Regions from separate parts of the Capra hircus genome. Here region 2 is linked to region 1. The links are chromatin contacts, called in public Hi-C maps. All regions are on one chromosome and are shown on one strand. Each heading gives the region's core, a stretch centred on a gene start, on an enhancer-like site or on the middle of the called end of the contact. The rest is flanking DNA. Distances are from core to core; before and after follow the strand shown.

Region 1 (7,719 bases), core at 2,014-4,513:
AACGATGGAAAGCTCTTTGCTGTTTGGGTGGCTTTATTCATAAGAGACAAAAATTAGAAACAACCCAAAAGCCCATCAAAAGGAGAATGGATAAACAAATCATGCTCTGTGCATAAAATGGAATGTTACTCAGCCATAAAGAAGAAACTAGAATGAGCTACTGCTCCAGGCTACCATACAGACTACTCTTATCACTGGAAGAAGGGAAACGAATCAGAAACGAACAAAGGAAAGGCACCTCCTCTTGCCTGAAGCTGAGTGTAAAAGGCTAAGCTTCATTCTTCCTGCAATTTTATAGCTTAAAGGTTCTACATCCACTGCTGGGTCTCACTTGCAGAGAACTCCATGTCTGTGTCATCAATTGCCAATGGTAAAGGAAGGCTCAGCCAAGAGCCTGGGCTACACTGGGGTCCCCATTCTTCCCTTTCTCTATGGCCAGGGCACAGCAGTGTAGGAGTGTTAAGAAAAATGCTTTGTATCCTTGTACACTGTTGGTAGGATTGTAAATTGGTGCAACCACTATAGAGAACAGTAAGGAGATTCCTTAAAAAAACTAAACATAGACTTACCATATTCTCCACCAATCCCACTCCTGGGCATACGTCCAGTAAAAAACAAAAACTCTAATTCAAAAAGATACATTCTCCCCAATGTTCATAGCAGCAGTATTTATAATAGCCAAGACATGGAAGAACTGAAATGTCCATCAACAGATGAATGGATAAAGACGACGTCGTGTTATATGTGTGTGTGTATACACACATGGCCGTGTGATGGAATATTACTCAGCCATAAAAAAGAATGAAATAATGCCATTTGCAGCAACATGGATGAACCTAGAGATTATTATACTAAGTGAAGTCAGAAAGAAAAAGACAAATACCATATGATGCCACTTACATGTGGAATATAAAACAGGACACAAATGAACTTATTTTTGAAGTAGAAATGGATTCGCAGACATAGAAAACAAATTTATGGTTACCAAAGGGGAAAGGGAGTGGGGAAGGGATAAATCAGCAATTTGGGACTAGCAGATGCATACTATATATATAATAGATAAACAAGAAGGATCGGGGTGCTTTTTCTGCCCCTTTCTGATGCCTGTGTCGGAAGCTTTCTCTATCTCCTTTATACTTAAGTAAAACTTAAAAAAAACAACAACAACAAGGATCTACTGTATAGCACAAGGAACTCCATTCAATATCTTATAATGTATAATGGAAATGATTCTAAAAGAATATACATGTATAAATGAATCATTTCGCTGTACACCTGAAACACTGTAAATAAACTATATTTCAGTAAAAATAAAGAACGCTTTATTTCACATAAAGTAGGACATCACCAGGGTCTCACCAATCACTGCATTTATTGCTGATCAATACATCCTCTACAATGAGATGCTCGGAGACAACACTTTGAGCACATTTCCTGCTATTTGTAGAATGACATTCCTAGGGACACTGGTGACTTGATGGGTGACTGAAACACACTCTTTTTCATCAGAGGCAGTTAGGGGAGTGGTCAGGGGCACAGACTCTACAGTCACACTGCCTGGAGTAGGATCGAGCTCTGGCACTTGCAGACAAATCACCTATTTCCTCTGTCTCTATAAAATGGGAATAATAGCAGTGCCTGGGCTTCCCTGGTGGTTTACTGGTAAAGAATCTGCCTGCAATGCCAGTGATGCTGGTTTGATCCCTGCGGAAGGGAAGAGTCCCTGGAGAAGAAATGGCAACCCACTGGAAATGGCACTCCAGTATTCTTGCCTGGAGAATTCCACAGACAGAGGAGCCTTGTGGGCTACAGTCCATGGGATTGCAAGCATCGAACATGACTTAGTGGCTAAACCACCAGCAATAGCAGTGCCTACCTGACAGGGTTGCCATCAAGGTTAAATGAGTTAATATATGAAAAGCACTTGGAATTGCCTGGCACAGGGAACATGTGATGAAATGTTTTCCTCTCACTTCCCCTTTCGCCTCCTCCTCCTCCTCTTTCTCCCCATCCTCTCCCCTCCTCCCTCTTCCTTATCCTCCAATTATAATTATCATCATCATTACGATATAATTACTGCTTTTTCCAGTAAAACGGAGCCTCGGAGCCCCACACTGTAGCTCCCTCCCAGGGACGGTCAAGAGGCAGTTACTGACAGTGACTAAGACTTCTGTGACTCAGCTGTGGTTTGGTGGGATGGGGGGTAGAGCTGAGCCCTGGCAGACTGTTCTCAGGTACAAGGTCTGACGCTCCAGTGCTAAGGCTGAATTTGTAACCAAGAAACAGGCATATGTTTATGAACGTGACCTTCAGCGCTCTGTCTCTGGGGTGGGAGGTGGGGGAAGGGCCACACATACAAACTGACCATGTACCATGGTTCAGATTGTTTTCAGAATTTCTCTGATGCTTCTCCCATCACCATCTCAACCTGAATGAAGGTAATCACCCCCTCAACATTTTGGTGAGAGCTCCTGTTTTTACACATTGAATATAGCTATGCTGAGGTTTACAGGTGTGTGGTCAGACGCTCAGTTGTGTCCCACTCTTTGTGACCCATGGACTGTAGCCTGCCAGGCTCCTCTTTCCATGGGATTCTCCAGGCAAGAATACTAGAGTGGGGTGCCATGCCCTCCTGCAGGGGATCTTTCCAACCCAGGGATCAAGCCTGTGTCTCTTATGTCTCCTAGGTTCCTTACCACTAGCGCCACAGTTATCTGTGTCCAAGCCTGCCTCTCAGCCTGGGTTGCGACCCCCTAAGGACAGCAGCCTCCTCTCACTCACCCCTGTAGCCTAACCCTTGTACAACGTCGGGGCTCCAGAAACCCTGGCTTCCTTGATGAATTGCATTGAACCTGACTTTGGGAAGTTCCTTCAGCACCCTCAGAGTCCTCTTCTGAATCTCCCTGGTGTGGGCAATCTGTGTCCCTTACGGGTAGATACGCCTCCAAGAAAACACAGAACGTAGTAATTCTACCCCAAGTTTGGTGAATGAACTGAGCAATGCCAATTCTGTCCTATAAATAAATTTACAAGGCTGGGTTCCTTGCGCAGCTCCTAAGCCAGGTCTAGCTGCCATTCCGCTAGAAGCTTTCCAAAAAGTATCTTGAGCAGAGCCTTTAGAACAGGAGGGTGGAGTCCCAAGACCAAGACGCAGCAGGCATGCCTGTGTGAAGCTGTAATGCTGAGATTGGCCACTAGAGGGAGGATGCGTTCTCGGCCCCAGGGGAGCCTCGCAGTTGCTCCAAGAACTTTATAAAGCCTGGCGGCCAGTGCAGCTGCAGTTCACAGCTCAGTCAGTACCTAGCGGAGCCGCTGGTGCCTCCACAGAACATCTCGAGCGCTGCCCAAGGCTGAACGAGGCCAGACACCAAGACAGGGACTCCCACCTGGGCACAAGGTTGAGTCTTGCCTTCTGATCCTCCTGGAGAAGTGACCCCCGAGACCCTGGGCACCGGGCAGTCTCTATGACTCCGTCTGGATTCGGCTGGCTGTGGGGACAAGCTCTGAGGGGCTGCCTGGGTCTCAGGGTGGGGGCAGTGGCCAGCTCTCCAGCCACCATGGCAAATGCCAGGAACTGAGGGGACAGGTTCTGCAGCTTCACTGGGGGCACTCAGGTGAGTCTGGGCACTGACTGTCCTAGCACCTGGGCATGGCTTCCTAAAGGCAGCCGGAGGTCACAGGGCACAGGTTTGGGCATCGCGGGGAGGTGCAGGTCCTGGGAGGGGAGGTCATTACTGTCAACCTGGGGGATCTGCCGGATTTTCATCCATCTGTCTGGGCTGGTGAGTGTGGGCATTTGGGAGCCAGAGAAAGTGATCGCCTTAGTGGCAACTCTGCCATCCATCTGTCTGGGCTGGTGAGTGTGGGCATTTGGGAGCCAGAGAAAGTGATCGCCTTAGTGGCAACTCTGCCTGGCTTGTGTCAGAGCTCCAGAGCCTCTTCAGGGAGCAGATGGTACAGGTGACAGTCTCTCCACGCGTGTGGTGAATGTGTGTGCATGCGTGTGCCTGTGGGTGTGCCCAGCAGTGGAACGTAGGAAGGCAGAGCTTGTTTATAAACCATCTGCACCTCTCTAGTTCTGAGTGATGCTTCAGACGATCTGAGTACAGTTAGAGGAGGAAAGGGCTCAAAGCCTCCTTAGCAAGGTCCAGAGAGGACCTTGTTCACGGTGATCCCTATCTGATTTTGAGGAGTTACGAGCCCTGTAGCGTTAAATGCTGGAACCCAGCAAGGCTGGGGCCACCACCCCTCTGCAGGAAGAACTGATTGAGTCCTGCTGCTGCCTGGAGGGGGGCTTTGAGAATCAAGGTACGGCTCTCAGGTCTGGTCTGCATTCACGATTGCTTTCGCAAAGGGGTCCAAATGGGATTGTTTCTGGGACTAGCTAGGTGGGAGGGAGGCCGAGGGAATCCAGAGACCCCTGTGCCAGGCTGCTTGGCAGGATCAGAAGATGCTGGGGGGCCGTGGGTGGTTACCAGGCTCCACCACCATCTCCCTACCTGCCCCATCCATACAGCCCTCCCATGTGCCCTGATCCACGTGAGACTCACAGAGACCTTGTAGCTGGGAGGTGTGTCCTCCCCATCGCAAAGGCTGAGGCTGGATGTGTTAGCTGACAGACCGAGCTCCCCGGGGATAAGATGTGGCGCCAGCTTGGGACCCCATGTCCTCTGAGCCCCCGCTCCCCACAGGTCACTTTGGTGTCTACACCCTGCCTGGGTTTCCATGGCACTGGCCCCCTCCCTTCCAGCTCTCTTAGCTCCAGGGTCCCCACCTGGCCCTCTTCCCTGCATCACTGTGGGACCAAAAGGTGGCCTCTGAAAGGGACATGCATCCTGGCCAGAGCAGCCTCGTGCGGAGCCAATGCCCTGGGTGGGGTTAAATGCTGGAGGACCTCCTCTCTGACATTCTTCAGTTCCTGCTCCTCTGGGCTTCACTTGGCTTATCTTTAGAATGGGAAAAACGGACCAATGCCACCTGCCCCCTTGCAGTGCCCCTGGGAGGTGGGGAGCTCCAGATGGCGAGGATCTGTATGGTGTGGGAGGAACATACTCCAGGTCATGCTCCAGGGGTGGAGGTGGAGGGTGGAGGCTTTGCTCTATCATCACCACACTTGGCAGTCAGTTGCTCAGACTTGGTCCAAAGGCTATACAACCAATGATTGGAAGGTCTAAATTCCTGCCCCCTATTCCTCAAGAAAGAAAAACAGCACCAAATAAAACCTGGGGCAGACAGAAAGCTCTTAGGTTTCATTCCCCAGTAACACACATTAGCAGAGTCGGCTGAGCACTTCCCATCTCAGCGTGCTCACATCTGGCCCCTCTCCCTCTCCCCCGCCCCCAGGCTCCAGCTCCACCAGCTGAGGGGTGGGGAGGGGGTGCTGGGAGGGGCCCGACAGACACATTCCAGATAAGGAGCCCCGCCTTCCAGCTCTGGTCCAGGAGCTGATGGGCAGAGAGAGAAGGCGGAAAGGCAGATGGGGAAACTGGAGCAAGCCCAGCTCTGCATCTCCTCCCCTGGCACTCGGTGCCCCCACAGGCTCTGGGCAGCAGCTGCTGTTGCCTTTGGCAGAGAGCGGGTTCCCCCTCTCAGAGGAGACACTGGCCTCCTGCTTCCCCGCTCCCCAGGACTGAGGCCAGAGGGTGGGGTGCCGCACAGAGCACTCGTGAAATGAGGGCGTGTCCTCTGTAGCTTAGCAGCAGTGGAGCAGCCTGGGGCCCCACCTCGAGGCCCTCCCTGGGTGGAGGACTTGGACGAATGACTGGTGTGGAGGAAGGGCCCACAGGGTCTAGGAACACCCTGAGTGGGCAGGTGCATACAGGCGTAGGTGTGTACACGTGTGCGAGGCATGTGGCTTCTCATCACTGGAGGTCAAAAGCAGACACCTCATCTGTCCCTCCAGGGCCAGTGGAAAGACAGGTGGATGGCCACTGTAGGCTCTGGCCTCCTCTTAGCCCTGAGGTCATAGGTCCCTGGAAAGAAAGGTCAGGTTACGAAAATAGGGGATTTGTGTTTGCTGCATCTGGCAGAGGGATCTAGCCAGCCTCTTCCTTTACTGTCCCCGTTTACTGGAATGGGGGTTGCCTCTTCCCTTCAGTCAGTGGCCGGTGTCCCCTTCCGGCCACCTGCCAGGCCCTACCCCCTCTCCCAGTCGGCTCTCTGGTCCTCAGGGTCGAGTTGGCTCCATGCTGGGCCTAGGACCCACCCCCACCCCCCCTGCCCCCTGCCATCCTCCCAGGGCACTTATCTTCCAAAGAATTCACTCTTTAAAAGTGGATTTTTGGGTTCAATATCCACATAGCTATGGGCTTTCCTGGTGACTCAGTGGTTAAGAATCTACCTTCAAAGCAGGAGACCTGGGTTTGATCCCTGGGTTGGGACTATCCCCTGGTAGAGGGCATGGCTGCCTGCTCTGGTATTCTTGCCTGGAGAATTCCATGTACAGGTGAACCTAGTGGGCTACAGTCCATGGGGATGCAAACAGTTGGACACAGCTTAGTGACTAAACAGTAACAATCTACAGAAAGAGTATCAGAACTGAAAGTCAACATAAACTAATGACTGGAAATGAGCTAAAAGCAGAGAGTCATTTGTGAAATCACTGAGCGTCTATGCAGGAAAAGGATATCCAGTATTTTATGTAAATAAACACTTTGTGATCCAGCCCCACAAATGAATTCTTCTGATTATACAAAGAACGCAAACATATCGTAGAAAACCCCCAAAACACAGAAAACAAAACTAAGCGCAAATCCCCACAAGCCCCACCAGATTCCTGTAACACGTCTCACCCGGAGAAGCCCAGAACATCTCCGCATATAATCTCCCGTCGTGCACTCTGGAATGTGTAGACACTGCAAAATGGAATCGTGTGGTGCACGCTTGTGTAAACGGGGCTGGGTCATTTCAAACAGCGTGGCACTTCCCCATGTCGAGGGGGCATTCCGGGAATTCCACGGGGTCAACTCCAAGCCCCAGCCACCCAGGAGACCATCCGGACAGCAGAGCCCTCTCCTGGTCTAGGGCTGTACAGGCCTTGGTGTCTAGGGGACCCCACCAAGGCCTCCTGCTCCCCAGGCTCCCATGGGGGTCAGTCCTGCCTGTGGCCCCCTGAACCCAGCTCCTCTGACCATGCCAGCCAAGTTTGGGAACAGTTCTGGTTCTAGCTATGTTGGCTGGTGGTCTCTATACTCTGTTTCATGCCTAGTTCCCCCCCATTTCCAACACAGAGCAGAATCCCCAGTCACCCTACCGTGCCCAGGACTCCAGAAGCTTGGAGAGTATTCTGTTTGGGTCAGGAGGTTTGGCTCCTTCCGGCCCCACCTGGCATGGCCCCTGGTGCCCTCCCCCGCCAGCTCAGGGCTCCAGCCCCACCCAGAGATATGAGAGGGAGAGGATAGATAGATCAGAAAGGTCCCCAGGACCGTGACCGCTCCAAGCCAAGGAAATTGAGGAAGGGATTGGGATCCTGGTGGCTGACGCCTACCGATGAGGAAGGGTCCCTGTGTTCAGGCTCGAGGTCGTCATGGTGATGCCTTGCTCTACAGATTTATTTCCATCTCCAACTACAGCTTTTACTCTCCCCCACCCCCATATCTGCTCTCTCCTCTCCTGTTGCAGGACGCGATGGAGAACAAAGCCATGTACCTGCACGCCACCGTGAGCGACCGCGACTCCAGCTCCATCTTTGAGGAGCCCTTTGATGGCAGGAGCTTGTCC
Region 2 (7,245 bases), core at 4,636-7,135, 140 kb after region 1:
CACTCCAGTATTCTTGCCTGGGCGATCCCATGAACAGAGGAGCCTGGTGGGCTACAGTCCAAGAGGTTGCAAAGAGTTGGATACTACATAGCGGCTAAACAACAACTACCTCGTTTAACTTGCCCAGATTGAATGGCAATATTGGAACGCAGTTTCTGACCTTCAACCCCATGATTTCTGGTACCAGCTCTTGAATGTAACAAATAAGTTTACCCAGTAGGTTCTCAGTTTACTTAGCTTCAGCACCAAAAGTCTCACATCCTGGGAATCCCCTCCTACTTTTACAACTGACATGGTCCTCCTGGATGGGCTGAGACTTGAGATTTGTCCTGCTTGTTGTAAAGCCCTATTTCTGCTGTACCAGTGCTTCTCAAACTTCAGTGCAGGACCACTTGGTTCAAATGTAGATTCTGGTTCAGTAGGTCCTGGGCAGGGCATGAGGTTGTGTATTTTTAACAAACTCTGATGCTACTGATCTAGGATCACACTTTGAGTAGCGAAGCTCTGAGATAAAGACTCCATGGGAGATGGGAGCCCTGAAGCTCAGGCAGCATTCCAGAGGGCTCCTGAGTGAGCTCCCACCATTAAAGATGTGGCTTGGCCATCAGCCCAGAGAACCCACCAGAACATGGTTGATGGCCCTGCCAGTTCATCAGTGGGGGCTCCAGGTGACTTCTCCCCTCTCCGCTGACCCCGTCTGACCCCAAACAAGCCCTCTCCATTCCCTTGAAGCCACACCCAGCTGACCTATTCCCTTGACGTTCATTGAAGACCTCAATGCCAAGTCTGTGTCTCTTGAGACTCGGGTACAATCCTGGGAAAACCAACTAAAGACTCCCTGCATGGGCACCTTCAGACCATCAGGTTGGTCCTCGTAAGAGCTGAGTGAACAAGGTGCAGTGAACAGGTGGGCAAAACTCAGCTGGATTGTCTTAGGGACCTTGTATTTTGGGAACTGACCTAGTTGCTTATGGTTATGGATGCTTCCGCCTGTCATAACATATATGTGTGGTGATAATGTTAATTTCTGAGATCTGCTGTCATTCCAAGGACTACTGTTTGAAGCTCACTGTGTGAGACCATCAGCTTAAAATTTTAAAATACTGGAGGTGATGTTGACACAGATATTTGGTTATGGGGTGCTGGATCTATCTGAGTTAGATCTCTCTGACATTGTCCCTCTGATTATGTCTTGTCTGAATATTCGGCAGCAAAGGCTGCGAGATACATCTCAACAGAGGGGACTTCCCTGGTGGTCTAGTGCTAAGACTCTGTGCTTTCATTGCAGGGGGCACAGGTTTGATCCCTGGTCAGGGAACTAAGAGCCCACAGGTTATGTGGCATGGCCAAAATCTCAAAAGCTATTAAGCATCTTGTATAAAGTGTGGGCCTGAGAGGCAGCAAGACTTGGGCTTGAGTTCAGACTCTGCCACTTACAAGCTGAGCAACCTTGCACCACTTGCTTTCTGAACCTCAGTTTTCCCATCTAGAAAAAGGGTTATTCATGCCCATCTCACAGCACCATGGTGAGAATGGACGAAGATCATATACGTAAGAGGCCCGACACATAGGAGCTGCTCAGTAAATGCCATCGTGGTTATTGTTTACTCACTAATTCGTGTCTGACTCTTTGTGACCCCATGGATTGTAGCCCACCAGACTCCTCTATCCGTGGGATTCTTCAGGCAAGAGCACTGGGGTGGGTTGCTATTTCTTCCTCCAGGGAATCTTCCTGACCCAGGGATTGAACCCACGACTCTTACGTCTCCCGCATTGGCAGGTGGGTTCTTTACCACTGAGCCACCAGGGAAACCCATCCTCACTGTCCGGTATTGTTATTCTGCTTTCCAGAAACTGAGCCTAGAGAAGATGCATTGGTCTTGGTGGAGCGGAGAAGGCAGGGGAACCACTCGACTAGAGAACTGGCAGCAGAGCTCGGGGCAGACGGCAGTGCTCCCGTCTGTCCTGCGCTCCTGCGTCTCTGCTAAGACATCGTGTCCGCTTGTCTCCACAGGTACAGGGAGAATTTGGATGGACGATGTTGCCTGCAAGGGCACCGAGGAAAGCATCTTCCGCTGCAGCTTCTCCAAGTGGGGGGTGACAAACTGCGGGCACGCCGAGGATGCCGGCGTGACGTGCAAGAGACACTAACAGTGGGCCCAGCCCGAGGTTGGGCCCAGCTGCCGAGCCTCCTTCCTGCATTCCTGGGGTGGGGGCAATGAACGCCTCTGCCCTCTGCGCCCAGCCCGGCACCCCCAGACCCCTGTAATTCCCATCCCAGGACCATGGTGACCTGTCACCCTCCTCCTCTTGGACATCTATTCCAAAGCACAACTCTGGGATCCACTGCCTGTCTCTCCCTTCCACCACGGTTCCTGCATGGAGCCCTGGTCGACTGGATCTCCTTTTTCCGGAGTCTTCTAAACACTGTGCCTTCAGGGCCACCTGTCCGTGTTCTCTGTGATCTGTGAGTTACAGATGGGTCCTGGCCACCAGTGTAGCAGTGAGGATGGGCAGGAGGCGTCCCAGGTCGATTACTCTGCAGGTCATTCCCAAACCTCAGGCCAAGAGTTTTGACCAGCAAGAGACGATACTGAGTGATTCGCCTCCCCCCCTTCACTCTGCCTCTGCACAGCGTTTGTTAGTTCGGGAAAGTGACATAGAGGAGGGGCGGCTCTAGGAGTGAGAGGGAGATGCCAGCCTCCTGCAGGAACCAGTCTGGAGTCCGAGAAGGCAAGTGAAAGGAACATTTACTGAGTGACTGCCACGTGTGCTACGTAGTATCTCGGGTGCTCAATTCATGTATCACTTTGCAGCTCTCCTGCAAGTCATGCTGGCTTGGGTACCACTTGACCTCCAGGTAGCACTCAACTGACCCATTCACCTAGCCTAGCAGTCAGATGGAGAATGAGACCATTGTTTCGACCTGAACTCTCATTACGTCTTTGCTTAGATTCAAGCAAGAAGCTGGCGTGCAGCACAAGTGTGGCTAGAAGATGACATACTCCAAATCCCATAGGGTGTAAGTTCAAGGTTGGATGTAACTGGCTTCCAAGGCGGCCATCCGCATAGGAGGATGGATTTGGAGGGTGACATGGGAGCTCTCTGGGTTAAACCAAGGCCAACCCTCAGTCATCTGGCAATCAGGGTTAAAGCCACGTTGCCTGTGTCTCAGAGCTGTCTGGAGGCGATGATACAGAACCTTCCAGGCCTCTTTGGGTGTCATCCTGTGGTCAAGAAAACACATGTCCTGATGGAGCCTATTAAGACTGAAAGGAAGTGCGGATTCCCTACTACATCCCGGGGGAGAGGAGGCTGTGGGCCTCTGGGAGCCCCAAGTCTGCACCCCTTTCCTAGTGATGGGGAGATCAGAGTCTGCTTTTGACATGAGGAGGAGGTCATGCTGGGCATTTCTGTGTTCCAGGCCTGGGGAGCTTCATGATAGCGCGTGAGCATAGGCCCACCGACCCTGGGGGAGTCACAGACTCAGACACGCCTCAGATACACAATCACCTGTCCTACCTGGTAAGCATCGCCTGCCCGGGGAAAGCGATGGCTGGGACCCTCTGGGGATGAGACCAGCAAAGCTCCTGGCTGACAACTAAACCAGTACATGCTATTGGTTGCTCTTTACTTATGATATGCTTATTATCTGCTATGTCTACATAACGTGCATGTACTCATGCATCTTTTTCCAGAGCCAATATATGTGTGCAGATATGGACACGGCCCTCTTTACTACATAGCTCAGTACATCGCAAATTTGCATTTAAAAAAAGGAACATACTCAAGGTGGAAGAAGGTCACATTAAGTGAAATAAGTCCCCAAGTCTGTTCTGACAAAGAATCCAGCTATCCCACCAAGGAAGACCCATGTAACTTTCTTACCTGGTCTTTTCATTCGGGAAAACATAAGTCTTGCTTTACATCAGTGAAAAACCATGGTGATATGTGTTCGAACTTTAAAAGCAAAGTCTACTAGTTTACATTCCTACTTAAAAGGACGTGGAAATAGCCATGATCCTGTATTTCAGGGACTAAAGGAAATTAGGCCAGGCCTAAAATACATCAGACCTTTTGTAAGAATTTCAATAAAGCTGAAAACACGATGCTAACAAGTTTCCCTCACATTCTTTCTCATGGAAAACTCGGTGAGCATGGGAAGGGGGTGGTCAAAAATTGGATAGGTCTGATCATTTTTCAGCAGGAATTGGTAGAATGGACAGCTTATGAGAAGCTGCCTTAATACTTCCAGAGGATGATAAACAGTCTAGAGCAAGAACTTGATGGCATATGAAGTCTTAAGCCCTATTAGGTAACCTAAGGAAAGGATCTCAAGCAAACGAATGATAATTAAGATCCAGCTTATAAGAGAATTGCTTTTGTATTCACGAAAGGAAAGGCCACTTGTCAATTTACTCACTTCTACAGAGCTATTAGCAGACAGTAAAGAACCTCCCTGCAATGCAGGAGACCCAAGTTCTATCCCTGGGACAAGAAGATCCCCTGGAGTAGGAAATGGCAACCCACTCCAGTATTCTTGCCTGGGGAATTCCATGGACAGAGGAGCCGGGTGGGGTCACAGAGTCAAACATGACTGCATTCTTACTTGAGGAGGTGCTTTCATCCAGAGTTCCATTCACACAGAGAAGACCACCCAAGGTCTGTGAACCCACCGGGCCTCATCACCCAGTGAGAGGCAGGAGCCCCCAGGCCCAGGACCCGGGCAATGTGTGGGGTGACCCGGGTCACTGGATAGTCCCGGTCACACGCTCATAGCTGCACCTCTGGGAGAACCTCTTGGCCCCAGGCTGGCTGTGGGCCCTAATAATTTGCCAAAGGAGGTCAAAAAATAGACTTTCTGGAAACACACCAGAGGCATTGTGGTTTCCTCTAAAAAGCTGGGTGATGCCCACCCCCAAAGCACTGTGGCTCCCACTCTATATTCAGGCCGTGTGGCGAAGGGGACTTCTCCCCTCTAATGTCTACAAGGCCCCATGTTTCCCTGGTCTCAAATACCCGAGGACCCATGGTGCCTGTGTGGGTTGTAGTCAAGCCGACAGCTATGGTGGGTTTGAGTCACAGAAGAAGTTACAGCACTCTGCACCATAGCCACCTGGTGGCTTCTTCAGCCTCATTGTTTCCTGATGGGTATTCTGACATTTCCATGAGATGTCAACTGTGTGAAGCCCCTGTCTTTCTCTTCTTGGAACAGCTCTCCCTCAGCCTTCCACTTAACACCTTTCCCATCCCTCCTTTTCTCTTCTCCTGCACCTTTCGATGCTGGGAGCTGAGGTGAGTTCTGACTGAGGGGAGCTTTGTCACTGAATACTCCACCAGCTCACCCCCCAGCTGGAACAGGCTAAGGAGTTTTCCAGGAGGACTCTTGGTCCCCTAGGGTAGTGGTCTCCAATCTTTTCAGCACCAGGGATCAGTTTTGTGGAAGACAATTTTTCCATGGACTGGGTGGTGGGGGGAGGAGGTTTCAGGATGATTCAAGTGCATGACCTTTATTGTGCACTTTATCTGTATTATTATTACCTTGTGATATATAATGAAATATATACAGCTCACCATCTTGCAGAATCAGTGGGAGCCCTGAGCTTGTTTCCCTGCAAATGGATGGTCCCATCTGGGGGTGAGGCAGTGGCAGCCGCTCCCCATTGCTAACACCACCACCTCAGACTGTCAAGCATTCGATTCTTACAAGGAACGTGCAACCTGTATCCCTCCCTTGCATAGTTCACAGTACACCTTGAGTGCCTACAGAATCTGACGCCTCTGCTGATCTGACAGGAGGTGGAGCTCAGGCGGTAATGCGAGCAATGGGGAGCCGCTGTAAAACCAGATGAAGCTTCTCTCGCTCACCCACCGCTCACCTCCAGCTGTGCGGCCTGGTTCCTGACAGCCACCCGCCAGTATCCGCCTGTGGCTCTGGGGACTGGGGACCCCTGCCCTACATGGGGACCTCCCACCCCAGCTGGAGGGAACTTGAACAGCTCTCACTGTGAGCTCTGCTGCCAGTGCTTTCCTCAGAAATTGTTCTACCCGCCTCCCAGGGTTCACACAGATTCAGCAGACAATGCGAGGGAACCCTGTGCACTTTTCTGGAACTTTCTTTACGTGGCTCCCTAGTCTCAGATGCTGTGCCCAGCAAATTCCAGCCACCTTGGCCTTCCCAGCCTCCAGTCTCTGTCTCCTCACCTCATCAAGTTTTGGCAGAGAGCCTAGGCCAGTGCAGGCTGACCTCATGGGCTGTCTTTTTCTCAAGGAGCACAGACTTGTGCTATTGAGGTCTAAGGTCTAAAGATATTTTGTCCAGTATTTTGACTCCCTAAGTCGTGTCTGGCTCTTTGCGATCTCATGAACTGTAGCTGGTCAGGCTCCTTTGTCCGTATGATTTCTCAGGCTAGAATACTGGAGCGGGTTTCCATTGCTTTCTCCAGGGGATCTTCCACACCCAGGAATTGAACCCAGGTCTCCTGAGGTGCAGGTAGTCTCCTGCATTACAGGCAGATTCTTTACCACTGGTGCTTCCTGGATCCAAGTCTTATTTTCACAAATTACTAGATGAACTTCCAGCTTTCAGGACCATCACCTATAACTCAGAGTATCCTACACACCTAATGTTACAAATATTTTTCAAGAATATGTTAAATTAAAAGTGTTTTAAAAATCTAAAGCGTTATGTAAATTGTTTTTGTTCAGTCACTAAGTTGTGTCTGACTCTTTGCAGCCCCATGGACTGTAGTACTGCAGGCTTCCCTGTCCTCCACTATCTCCCAGAGTTTGCTCAAATTCATGTTCATTGAGATGCTATCCAACCATCTCATCCTCTGTCGCCTCCTCCTCCTTTTGCCTTCAATGTCCCCCAGCATCAGGGTCTTTTCCAATGAGTTGCCTCTTCGAATTAGGTGGTCTAACATGGAAGACTTTGACCTTTGGTTTACTGGAAAGATGGTCATTATAATTTAAAATTTTAAGAATTGATCAAGACAAGACAAATACCTTAATAAATAAATTCTGGGACCAAAATAAAGTATAGTTCATTATAGTATCATATTGTCAGAGTATCTGCCACAGATTTATCTGAATTGTCAAGGAAACACAGAATCTGGGCTTTTAAAAAATCACTCTGTGGGAGTCTGCTCATGAGACAGAAGGGCCTCTAAGTCCAGTTCTTTTCTGGAAGGGCAGACAATGAAGTGTCCGTGATGTGAACAGCTTCAAAATACATTTTGCAGC

The links. Hi-C and Micro-C count contacts between places; a contact is called where the count stands out from the background.
Region 2: a Hi-C map of blood shows a contact between it and region 1, with 5 times the contacts expected there. The contact joins the enhancer-like site here to the promoter of SCARA5 in region 1. A contact is called at or near these places in 3 of 5 Hi-C or Micro-C datasets (blood and liver).

What each region holds. Positions count from the first base shown.
Region 1 is chr8:10,648,685-10,656,403 of ARS1.2, forward strand. It overlaps SCARA5 (scavenger receptor class A member 5), which reads left to right and starts at 3,264. Exons shown (of 9, transcript XM_018051873.1): 1 at 3,264-3,614; 2 at 7,621-7,719. The coding sequence starts at 7,627.
Region 2 is chr8:10,781,881-10,789,125 of ARS1.2, forward strand. It overlaps SCARA5 (scavenger receptor class A member 5), which reads left to right. Exons shown (of 9, transcript XM_018051873.1): 9 at 2,015-4,115. The coding sequence ends at 2,151. Among named protein-coding and RNA genes, the nearest start is that of PBK, 24 kb to the right of the region's middle. Within about 2 kb of position 5,886, at least 1 of the 5 cell types and tissues checked has an H3K27ac peak or open chromatin away from gene starts, as enhancers often do.